Linked DNA regions of Xenopus tropicalis: region 1 is linked to region 2. A link is a contact called in public Hi-C data. All regions are on one chromosome and are shown on one strand. The core of a region is the stretch at or near the end of the contact, and the rest is flanking DNA. Distances in the headings are between cores, read along the strand shown.

Region 1 (4,969 bases), core at 1,031-3,530, 33 kb after region 2:
TCCACAATTCATAAGGTAACCAAATACACACTTATAAAAGTATCTAAATCTGCAACCCTCATCTAACAGTGAAACCTAACTCCTCATCCAGCTTAGATTTTAGTGTCACCTGAACCAAGTAAATTATACTTAACTGATCATTTCTTTAAACTTAGACATTTTTAACAAATGTTGCAGGGATTTATAAAAAGGACTGTTGCTCCACAGGAAATCTTTTTTTCAGTTTTAAGATAAAGAGTGTTTTTTTTTTATTAATATACAGAGTTTTAAAGAAGCATATATTTCCAGCAACACTGTGTAATTTTAAAATGTTGAATACATACTGTTCATATTAATTCCCTTGGTATTGTATTAGGTAATTATTACATGTTAAATATATTAACATTGATTCTGGTAAAATTAGTCTGTGATAAAGACAAAGGATAATATTCAACTAAAAAGCTTAACAGAAGTGTCAATATTTCTCCCAAGGGAAGAACATCTAATAGACTTCCAACTAACTGTCGGAGGATGATCGGGGTTTTAGTTCAATATCAGAAGGAGCTGCATTTAGCCTACTGCTTCTTTAAATTATTACATTTTACATTTAAAAGTGCTACAGCAAAAGCCACTGAAGTTCCCAAGAATCTCCAGACACTCAATGCATAACCAGCCTCCTAAAAGCATATCTAGTCTTTTGCTGTCTTGTTGACGAAGAAGTAAGTAATAGCATAAAGCCTAAGACTAAACCCACATAATATGAAAAGCCCAATTATTCTCTTAATAATCCCTGCTAGGATCTACAGAACTGAAATACAGTTGTGGACATCACAAGAATACAATAATAAAAATGTCATATATTGAACTAAATCCATGTAAGCCCAAAATACATCTCTTTATTCTGAACAAAAGGATGTTGGGTTTTAAAAAAAAAAAAAAAAAAAAAAAATACCACAGAACATCTTAATTGCAATAAAACACAAATCTAAACACACGTAGATACAAACAAGCAGTATGTAACGCAATCAATTATTTGATGCATTTAAAGGGGAACTCCGCGCCAAACACAAATTAAGCTTTTTGAAAAATAAACATAATTTCAAGCAACTTTGCAATATACATCAATTCAAAAATATGCATCTTTTGATGATTTTTAATGTAATAATATGGTTTGGAACAGGTACCTAAGCCTGGCCCCCTGTTCTCCTGCTGATCTGGCTGACTACTTTGAGATTAAAAATAAAAATTTAACAGTAGTCGACTGTCCTCAGCCTGAATCCTCCAAATCTCACAATTCCCTGCACACGTGATGTCAATAAGGAAAAGAACATCACAGTGCTTTGTGGGTAATGTAGTTCCTGCATTCTGTCTGTAAGCTGTGGAGAATTTTTTTTTTTTTTTTAACATGTGTTTTAGTCCCTCCTCCCCTGCAAATGATGCAGAAAGGGAAGAACTGTTTTGCAGCTTGATTTCAGCATATAAAAATGGTATTTATTCAGTGATATGTGGGGCTCTTTTAAAAATGTTGGTTCCAAAGCCAGAGTTCCCCTTTAAGTGCGTTCCAACCAGCATCTCAAACATGTAAGAAAAAAAAAAACCATGTGTAAGGGCCCTTAATATACACATTAATGCTATACTTGATCTCTCATTTGTCCTGCCTTACATGAACCTCATTTAAGGAGAAGGTGGGCACCAAGCCTCACTCACACCATTTGATCCCCTATATACAATGTAGGATCGAATGTGTCTCCTAGTATTCATGTCCCTGGGTCAACTGTACCTTCCTTTATAAGAATGAAAAAAATCACAAAACGAATTGTATAACGCCACTGTTCTTTTAAAGACCCTCATTAGCAATGGGCTTTAGATAAGACAGTTAAATATGGTAAAGGAACCAAGCAGCCACAGTGGAATGTCTAAAGGACACTTCTGAAAGCGCAGACAGAATACACCGGGTACAAGTAAGGGGACCTATGTGATTATAGTATTCCTTTAACAAGAGAACGCAGACTATTTATTACTGTATATAGAAGCACTCGCTGTTGTTACCCCTACAGACACATTAGCATTCACGGTTCAGTACTTAATGAATGGAAATGCTGCGAGGTCTCGGCTCATGACAAGGCTGCGCTGTTATTCTCTACCCACAGAATTCCATAAACTACCGCCTTGCCGAGAACTATTATGTCTAACCCACACTGAAACCCGCCGATTCCCTGCCGCTTGAATCTTCAGAGCACCTGATGCTCCCTTTCCAACCACTCTTGACTGACACCAACCTTCCATTCCTTCCTAGCCAGGAGTAAGCATGGCGGCCGGCCGCTCCAGCATGGGGAGAGAGAGTCACGTGGGCCAGGCGCCGGCCTGACGTCATCGTTGTGTTGATTTGCTAACCTTAAAGGAGAGAGGAGTTAGTGAGCATGAGAGCGGGCACTGCGAACTGTTTGGATTAGGCTGCTGCTTTAAACAGCGCATCTCTACTCACATACATGCCTGCAGAGAGAGCTAGCAAAGGAAGAAGCCCATCTGAGGTGAGTGCAGCTAGTGAGCCTTTTATTCCTACAAAGTGAGCTACTCCCTAAACTTATCATAAGGGCATTTCTTATTGATAGCGGCTACAAGAGGCTGTGATTGGATTGAGTGGCTGAGTACAGTAATACAATACGCTGGGTTATAGTGTTCTGATACAAGCATGCTCAACCTGAGACCTTGCTGCGTTATAGTTCTCACTGTACCTCGGCAGCCTCCGCTTGTCTGGACATTGTGGGAAAGGTAACCCTAGCCGAGGGTGGGTAGGTCACGTCTGTGTCTATAGCCATGCTTGCACTTACACTGAGGGGAGCTTGCATTGCTCAGGCTCCGGAAAGTCGGAGTTGCGCTGGGTACATGCATACTTCATGACGTTTGTCTGTTTCCCCTTTACACTGACAATGCAAGCATATTATTGTCCTGTACGGGTTTAGTTGTGCACGTTAAGTGCTCTCCCTCCATCACTTTTTATAGTGATCCCAAGTCAACTTCAGCTGCTGCTGTGTGAGATCCGTGCGCTCTGCATGGCACAAAGCGCTGGAAAAGTTCATCAGAAATCCCGAATTAGCTGCTTATTGGCAGGATAGCGCTAATTGTGTATGCGCCGCCACACTCCCGGCACACAGGAGCCCCGTTATTATCCTTATGATCACTATTATTAGGTGAGGATAGAGAGCCGGTGAGGTGCACACTTACTGAGTACTGACAGAGCTATGGCTTGCGAATACTGATTTGAGGGATGCTCTATTGTGCACTGCAGGAAAGGCTGCGATACAGTTCATCATCTTGGATTAGAATTCGTACAGATCCACATCTGGTACTAATACAGATCGCTTTTCTACAAGGCACAATAGGGCATCCCTTAGCCCCAGCGCTGTCCTGCCATCCTAGGCGCAGGCTGTCCCAGTGGGTGCACATTGATTATTGTTAGTGTTATCATAATGTCGCACACTGATTCTGAGAGCCCCGCTGCCCTACCATTGAGCAACTCACGCACATTGGGATTAACTTTAAGCGCTTTGTGCAATGCAGGGGGCATGGCGCTATTTCGCTGTAAGGTGCAGACTCCTCCGTGCGCTGCAGGGAGACAATATCATTTCTTAGAATAAATTCCGTGCGCTGCAGGGAGACAGTGAGATTTCGCTTTCCTGCTGCTGCTCTGAGACGGGCATGGTGTTTGCACTTGTTTGTGTCTGCTGGTCCAGGTTTTCTTTCGGGAGATGGGATTCTATAGAGAAACTGTGATTTATTGCGTTTTATATAGATAAACAATAGAAAATTGCGTTTGATCACCCTTGGATTGTGACATCAATATCTTGCCATTCCCACTGTCTCTTTGCATTTCATCTGTTGAATGAAAACCCGAGCTTTTCCCTCCGCTCCCCTTTTCTCGTGGAATATTTTTATTTTTGTGCATTTTTAGTATTATTCCTGTAGATTTCATTCATATGTGTGCTTTCCATTGCTTCCCTCTCTCCCCATAAAACATCATGTTCTCAATTCTATCCAGAATTTTGTTATGAAACTGCCCCGCCCCTGTATCCCTGCTGTATCTGTCTGTACAGTGCGATCTATCTGGATCGGTCTGGCCGCTAATTCCATTCTATACGAATCTTTGAGCTGGATACCGGGCTCCGTGCGCTAAAAGCCCCGCGTCAGTATTTGGTGCTCTCTACATTTCTGTCACTGTATATTGGAGGTGGGGTACGGCAGAGAGGACAATTGCAGGATATTGTCAGTATACATTTCACTGATTTTAGCCTGCAACCTTCTAGCTGTTGCTCTACTACAACTCGTAGCATCACCAGTAGGAGGGTGCTGGGAGTTGTTGTTTCACAGCAGCTGAAGGGGCTGCAGGTTGGATAACCCTGATTTGTTGGCCCTTCACCTCAGGTTGCCCTAACTGAGCTGCTCTTATTATTAAGTGACATCTTGTCACATTGCCTCATATTTTACTTATTTTGAACCCCCCCACCATTAAAACGTCTTTCCTCCAAACAAGGGTTAATATCCGTGTGATCTAATCTTCATGTTATTTATGCTATCATGGGTTTTTATGCAACATGTATGATTTCCAAAAACTTGATGTGCCAGGGGTTTAAATAGGCTAAATCTTGGCAATACACAACTGATAAAGAACTTTTAATAGTTCACTAATTAACCCTTCCAGCTCATCAAAAGCAGCTTTGTTCTGTCACAGGGTGTCTTTCCGACCCCCCCACCCTTCCTCCCATCCCCTGTCCAAAGAAAAACAAACAGGAGACTCACAACTGAAACCAATAGATCTGTTTGTCCTTGTTGCAAACCTCCAGGCTGGTGTCCTTGTTTGTAACAAACCTTCTCCTGTATGGGCATTTGCATGGGCATCGTCATGGGCAGAGCTCGCTTTGCTTTATTCTTTATACAGTACATAAACCATAACTTGCTGCCTCAATTGCTTTTTTTGCTTGTTCTTGAAAAT
Region 2 (5,006 bases), core at 811-3,310:
TGATAAATATGTATAAATATACAAGAGGACCATACATTAAGCTCTCTAATGCTATATTCACAAGCAGGTCCTTCCAGCAGACAAGGGGCATCCATTCAAATGAGAAGAAAAGAGGTCCTATCTTCATGTTTGAAAAAGGGTTTTATACAGTGAAAGCTGTTAAGTTGTAGCATTCTATTGCTGAGGTTGTTGTATTTGGCAGATACATTAGGTTGTTTCAAGAAAAAGTTAAATGCCTGTTTAGAAAGTGGGAAAATACAAAATTCTGAAATTAAATTAAAAATTGGAGAATTCTTTTGATAATAATAAAAATAAATTGTATAAATTTAACATTTGGACATATCGGGGTGTTTTCATACATGCACAGTGTTAGCTCAGTAAAGCAGTATTTAAACATTATAAGCCTATTTCTTTATCATTTATTTACTTTTATTCATTTATTTTAACTGTACTGCTTTCCAAAGCAACCAATCAGATCTTCATATCAGGATATCCATAACACAAACACATACTTTTAATTTAAATAGTTACTTACTTAACAAAAATGCAGAAAGTGAGTTTACGTAACAAAAGATGGGACGGAGGACCTCCCTTAACACTCTCCTTTTAAAGTCACAAAAATACAATAGGGCTCATTTAAATTCAGTGGGCAAATATGAGCCTCATTTATAAATGCAAATGCTAGAGCACAATGTTATACAAACTGGTGCCCTTTAGTGCTCTGCCACTTGCGTTGGGGGCATTTAAATATTATTTTTTTTATATTATTGGAACAACTGTCTTTCCTTTTTACTGCAATAATGTTAACATATATTTACATTGCACTTGCACATTTTGCCACTGGCTTTCAAGGGGGTACTTTGAAAAAACATATCTCTGCAGGGGAATGGAGCAGAAAAAAAGTTCTAAAGCCTCCACCTCCTCCTCCTCCGGGCCGGTACTCCCATCAGCAGAAATGGGGCACTTTTCAGCAAGCACTGCAGAGTGATCTTCTTCCTGCTTTTTCTTCCTTTATCCATGCAAGCTGCATGTTCGTAGTGTAGTGTAAAGCTAACCTTTAAGCAAAAAGTTGCCTTTTCACTCTACTGCGCATGTGACATTCTGGGGGCACTGATGAAGGAAAATGTGGAAGAAGAGGATCAATCTGTGGTGTTTGCTGATAAGTACCCTGGGCCGGTGCAGCAGCCTGGGGTATCAAGTAAGTAATTATGATCAATGGGGGGGCTAACATTTGGCACCCCCCAGTGATTTAACCATTCATTCTGCTTTAAGGGGTAATGTAATAGCAATCAGATGCTTGCTTTAAAACAGCTGATCAGTAAATGCTACCTGTTGATAGGTTTCTATATGGCTTACTAGACAAGTAGCAAAGTTATCACCATTTATTACATTACCCCCTCAGTGTCTTCTATTACATAACACCTAAAGTGTTGTTTAGTACCACCTATGTTTCATTCCAGCTGTGAACACATTGTGAGACATTTCTCCAGTAACATATATAACATGATAGGATAATGCCCATAACAGGGATTGTGCCTTGGAAATGGTGACTTATGGTACCTGGAGTTCAGAAGAGCACTTGTAGTAATGTGTAGCTACTGTGACAACCAATTGCAGTGTCTTCATAATGGGCTGAGGAGGATATAAAGTCTAATTACTCCCATATACCTTGTAAGCAATCATTTCTTTTGAAATAAATATAATTTAGGAACCACATACAATGATTTTAACAATGTATTTAAATATTCTTGGATCATTTAACAGCTATAAATTGAATCTACTACCAGAGAATCAAATAAACTTCTTTGACTTTACTTACTATTGCATGCAGAATGTTGAAATATGAATGCATCCATCAACAGACTGCAGATTGTGAAGTTGTGCATAGGCCAGACCTAGGGAGTTTTGCAACATACCTATGGTCCTTTTCATTTGGACTGTCTTTTCACTTGAGCCACTTTCTTAGGACACAGTTGTTTTGCTCCCCCTATCATGCAATGTCATTTAGAACCACAAGCAGTGTGTAGTTTGTTTTGTTTATTCACAGCCTACTTTACATAACTTTGGCAGTGAATTAGTAACTCATTAGCAGTGTGTTAACTCATTAACAGCACTTATTCACAGCTTTGCCACTGGGAGAGTTCTTCGTGGTATGAAAGGTTTAGAAACCCTTTCACTACTGTACTCAAGACAGCTTGTTTTTCCCCAGTGACCGAGCCAAGTTTGAAGTGTGTAGTAACTGCGAATGTCATTAAATACAATTTCACAGCTTTCAGTGAACAAGCTTTCTATAAAAAAGGCAAAGCTGAAGATCCAATCAGTAAGATTGCCTCCAAACATATAACAGGCCTTATGGAGAGTAACAAGCTTAAAAATGCAGCAACATAAAAATCATTTTAATTTATGACCATATGAATTTTTGTTGGATACTTGCTAAAAAAAATCCATGGTGATAGAATATTGTATGTAAATATAAAAAATGTGAATCAGTGTGCATTCTAATGATTGATAATGATGCAACCTGTTACCCAGAATGCTCAGGACCTGGGGTTTTCCAGATAAGGGATCTTTCAGTAACTTGGATCTCTAGACTTTAAGTCTACTAAAAAATAATTTAAAGATTAAATTAACCCAATAAAATTGTTTTACCTCCAATAAGGATTAATTATATCATAGTTAGGATAAAGTACAAGGTACTGTTTTATTATTACAAAGAAAAAAGATCCTTTAAAAAAATATATATTTATTTGTTTAAAATGGAGTCTATGGAAGATAGCGGGCCCATAATTTGGAGCATTCTGGATAAGGGGTTTCCGGATAAGGTACCTGTATGCGATCAGACATCCAATTATGACACCATATGAAACACTACTAGGAAGATCCACCATTCTTCATTTTGTGTTAAACACTGCTCCTTACTTTCTTCAGATAAAAGCAGTGCAGCTGGTGAAATTAAAACCAGACAACATTTTGAATATGAATGTTTTGCTCCTGATCTTTATAGACATTTCCCCATATATTAAAAATGCATTTCATGTATGAGCCATTGTAATATTACTGATTCACATGTAATTTCTGTTTAATTGATGGTTACTTTTGCAATTTAGTAGAAGAAACCACCAGGCGATTTGCAGTCCAAGCTATTATAACTAATCAACACTTGTCAATTCAACCTTTACTAAACAAACTGCGATCCTGTGATACATCCAGCAGCAAGTAATCTCAGTGTTTCAATCAGTTTCACTATGAGTGAAATTGCCTTCCCACGTGTGCAACTTAATAAATAGAGACTACTCTTTAAGGCAGGGTCCTCAAGTGCATCCAACAAGCAGGGTTTTCAGTGTTTCTCTTATTCATGTTTAATTAATCTATAAGTCTGGAACAAATTGCCAGTGGAAAAACGTTTCTTTACCCAGGATATGAGGCTTGTTAGGTACTCTCAAGAAGTGACCTTGGGGAGCACTCTTTCAGTGAGTGAGAGTTGCTTGTTAGAATGTGAGATTGAATTCTTCAGTGACTCTAAATTAGTGTAGAGCTACTTGCAAGAGGCGGCTCTTAAAAGAGCCTGCAACTCAGTAGGAAGAAAAATGTGCATGTGAAAATCGATCCCCTCTAAAGGGGAAGACAAGTCTAGATAGAAATGTCATGGATTTTTAGAAGGGCTAGTGGGTTTGTATTTGGGAATTTTCTTACAGATAATAAGGCTCTTTTACAAGAAGTCTGTATTTCTTTCATGAATCATGCACATTTTTCTGTTTTTCTCAAAATGTTGGGAAAAATCCATTCATGGGCAGAACATTTTTGATCAATTAAAAAATAGTGACCTCACACAAAAGATCTGCTCATGCAAACATTTTAACTCACGGCCAAAGTAACTCATATCAAAGTAACTCATATTAAAGATCCATGAGCCAATGTGGTCCTCCCCCAAATTGGATTTTATAACCTGTCCAAGAGATGTCTGCTCAATTTTCAGCCAAATATGGGTCAAGCAGGGTCCATCCACAGCGCAATAGCAAGCCGAGTTTGGAGGGAATGTATCAGCAGCTCATATCAAATGGCTTTAGCAAATAATTTATGTTAATGTACTCATACAACCGCTCTAAGAGAAAAAAAGTCAAACATACAGAAAAATATAGGTTTTGCCTTTCTTTTTCATATATCAGAGAGTGTACCACCATATGATAAATGTAGACCGTTGTCAAGGTTTGGCCACCAAAAGGTTAAATATCCCCTGTAAGCTATGAATGGGTAGGATTATGCAGTTCAGCTCCACCACTCTGGTTTGGTAAATGAACTCTGACCTTCTTGAATGAATAAACAAAGGCGACCAAACAACAAGAGCTCACGAAGAAAGATAAACCTTGCATGATTCGACCTCCTAATGATAGATCCCTGCAGTCTTTTGGTTTTAAGAATGATTCTTAAGTCTAATAATAACCTGACTAAAAAAAAATCTGGATTATAACTATATCTTGCCTTTTTATGCTTGCAACAATGCTTTGCATAAAATCACCTGTCAGAATTCCAGTAAGAGTATGGATAATATTATATATATATATATATATATATATATATATATATATATATATATATATAAAATTTGACAAAAATGTATTAAACAAACAGTGTTTTTGGACTGTGATTCTTCAGTACAATTTTGTACTGTTTTTACCCTGTGAGTGCTGAGTGTACCTTATTTCATATATTTCATAAATTGTGATATTATGTATTGCATTTGTTTAAATACGTTTCTGAAAACTTTTCCCAGCAATTTAAGATTACTGTATTTTAAAATTTTGATTTGCATTTATTGATCTTTAATGGATAATCATTGGAATTTCTACTGAATGATAAGGCCATTGCTATTAAATGTAAAATCTAAGTAGTCCATTATTGGTGCCAAACTGAGAACAGTTGCCATCATTTTGCGTGTAGTCCTTCTGCCCCAGTCAATAAACTTGTTCAATTGTACTTTTCCAGCTTAGTCCCTATAAAACTATTCA

Evidence for each region. A called contact is a pair of places that touch in the nucleus more often than the background predicts.
Region 1: a Hi-C map of neurula embryo shows a contact between it and region 2, with 1.5 times the contacts expected there. The contact joins the promoter of zbtb16 here to the enhancer-like site in region 2. A contact is called at or near these places in 2 of 5 Hi-C or Micro-C datasets (neurula embryo and tailbud embryo).

What each region holds. Positions count from the first base shown.
Region 1 is chr7:85,511,535-85,516,503 of UCB_Xtro_10.0, forward strand. zbtb16 (zinc finger and BTB domain-containing protein 16) reads left to right here and starts at 2,281. Exons shown (of 7, transcript XM_004916097.4): 1 at 2,281-2,510. It overlaps LOC116412331 (a long non-coding RNA gene), which reads right to left and starts at 2,347. Exons shown (of 2, transcript XR_004223671.1): 1 at 2,259-2,347.
Region 2 is chr7:85,478,616-85,483,621 of UCB_Xtro_10.0, forward strand. No RefSeq gene overlaps it. Among named protein-coding and RNA genes, the nearest start is that of zbtb16, 33 kb to the right of the region's middle. Within about 2 kb of position 2,061, at least 1 of the 11 cell types and tissues checked has an H3K27ac peak or open chromatin away from gene starts, as enhancers often do. A contact at or near this core is called in neurula embryo, where this site is marked.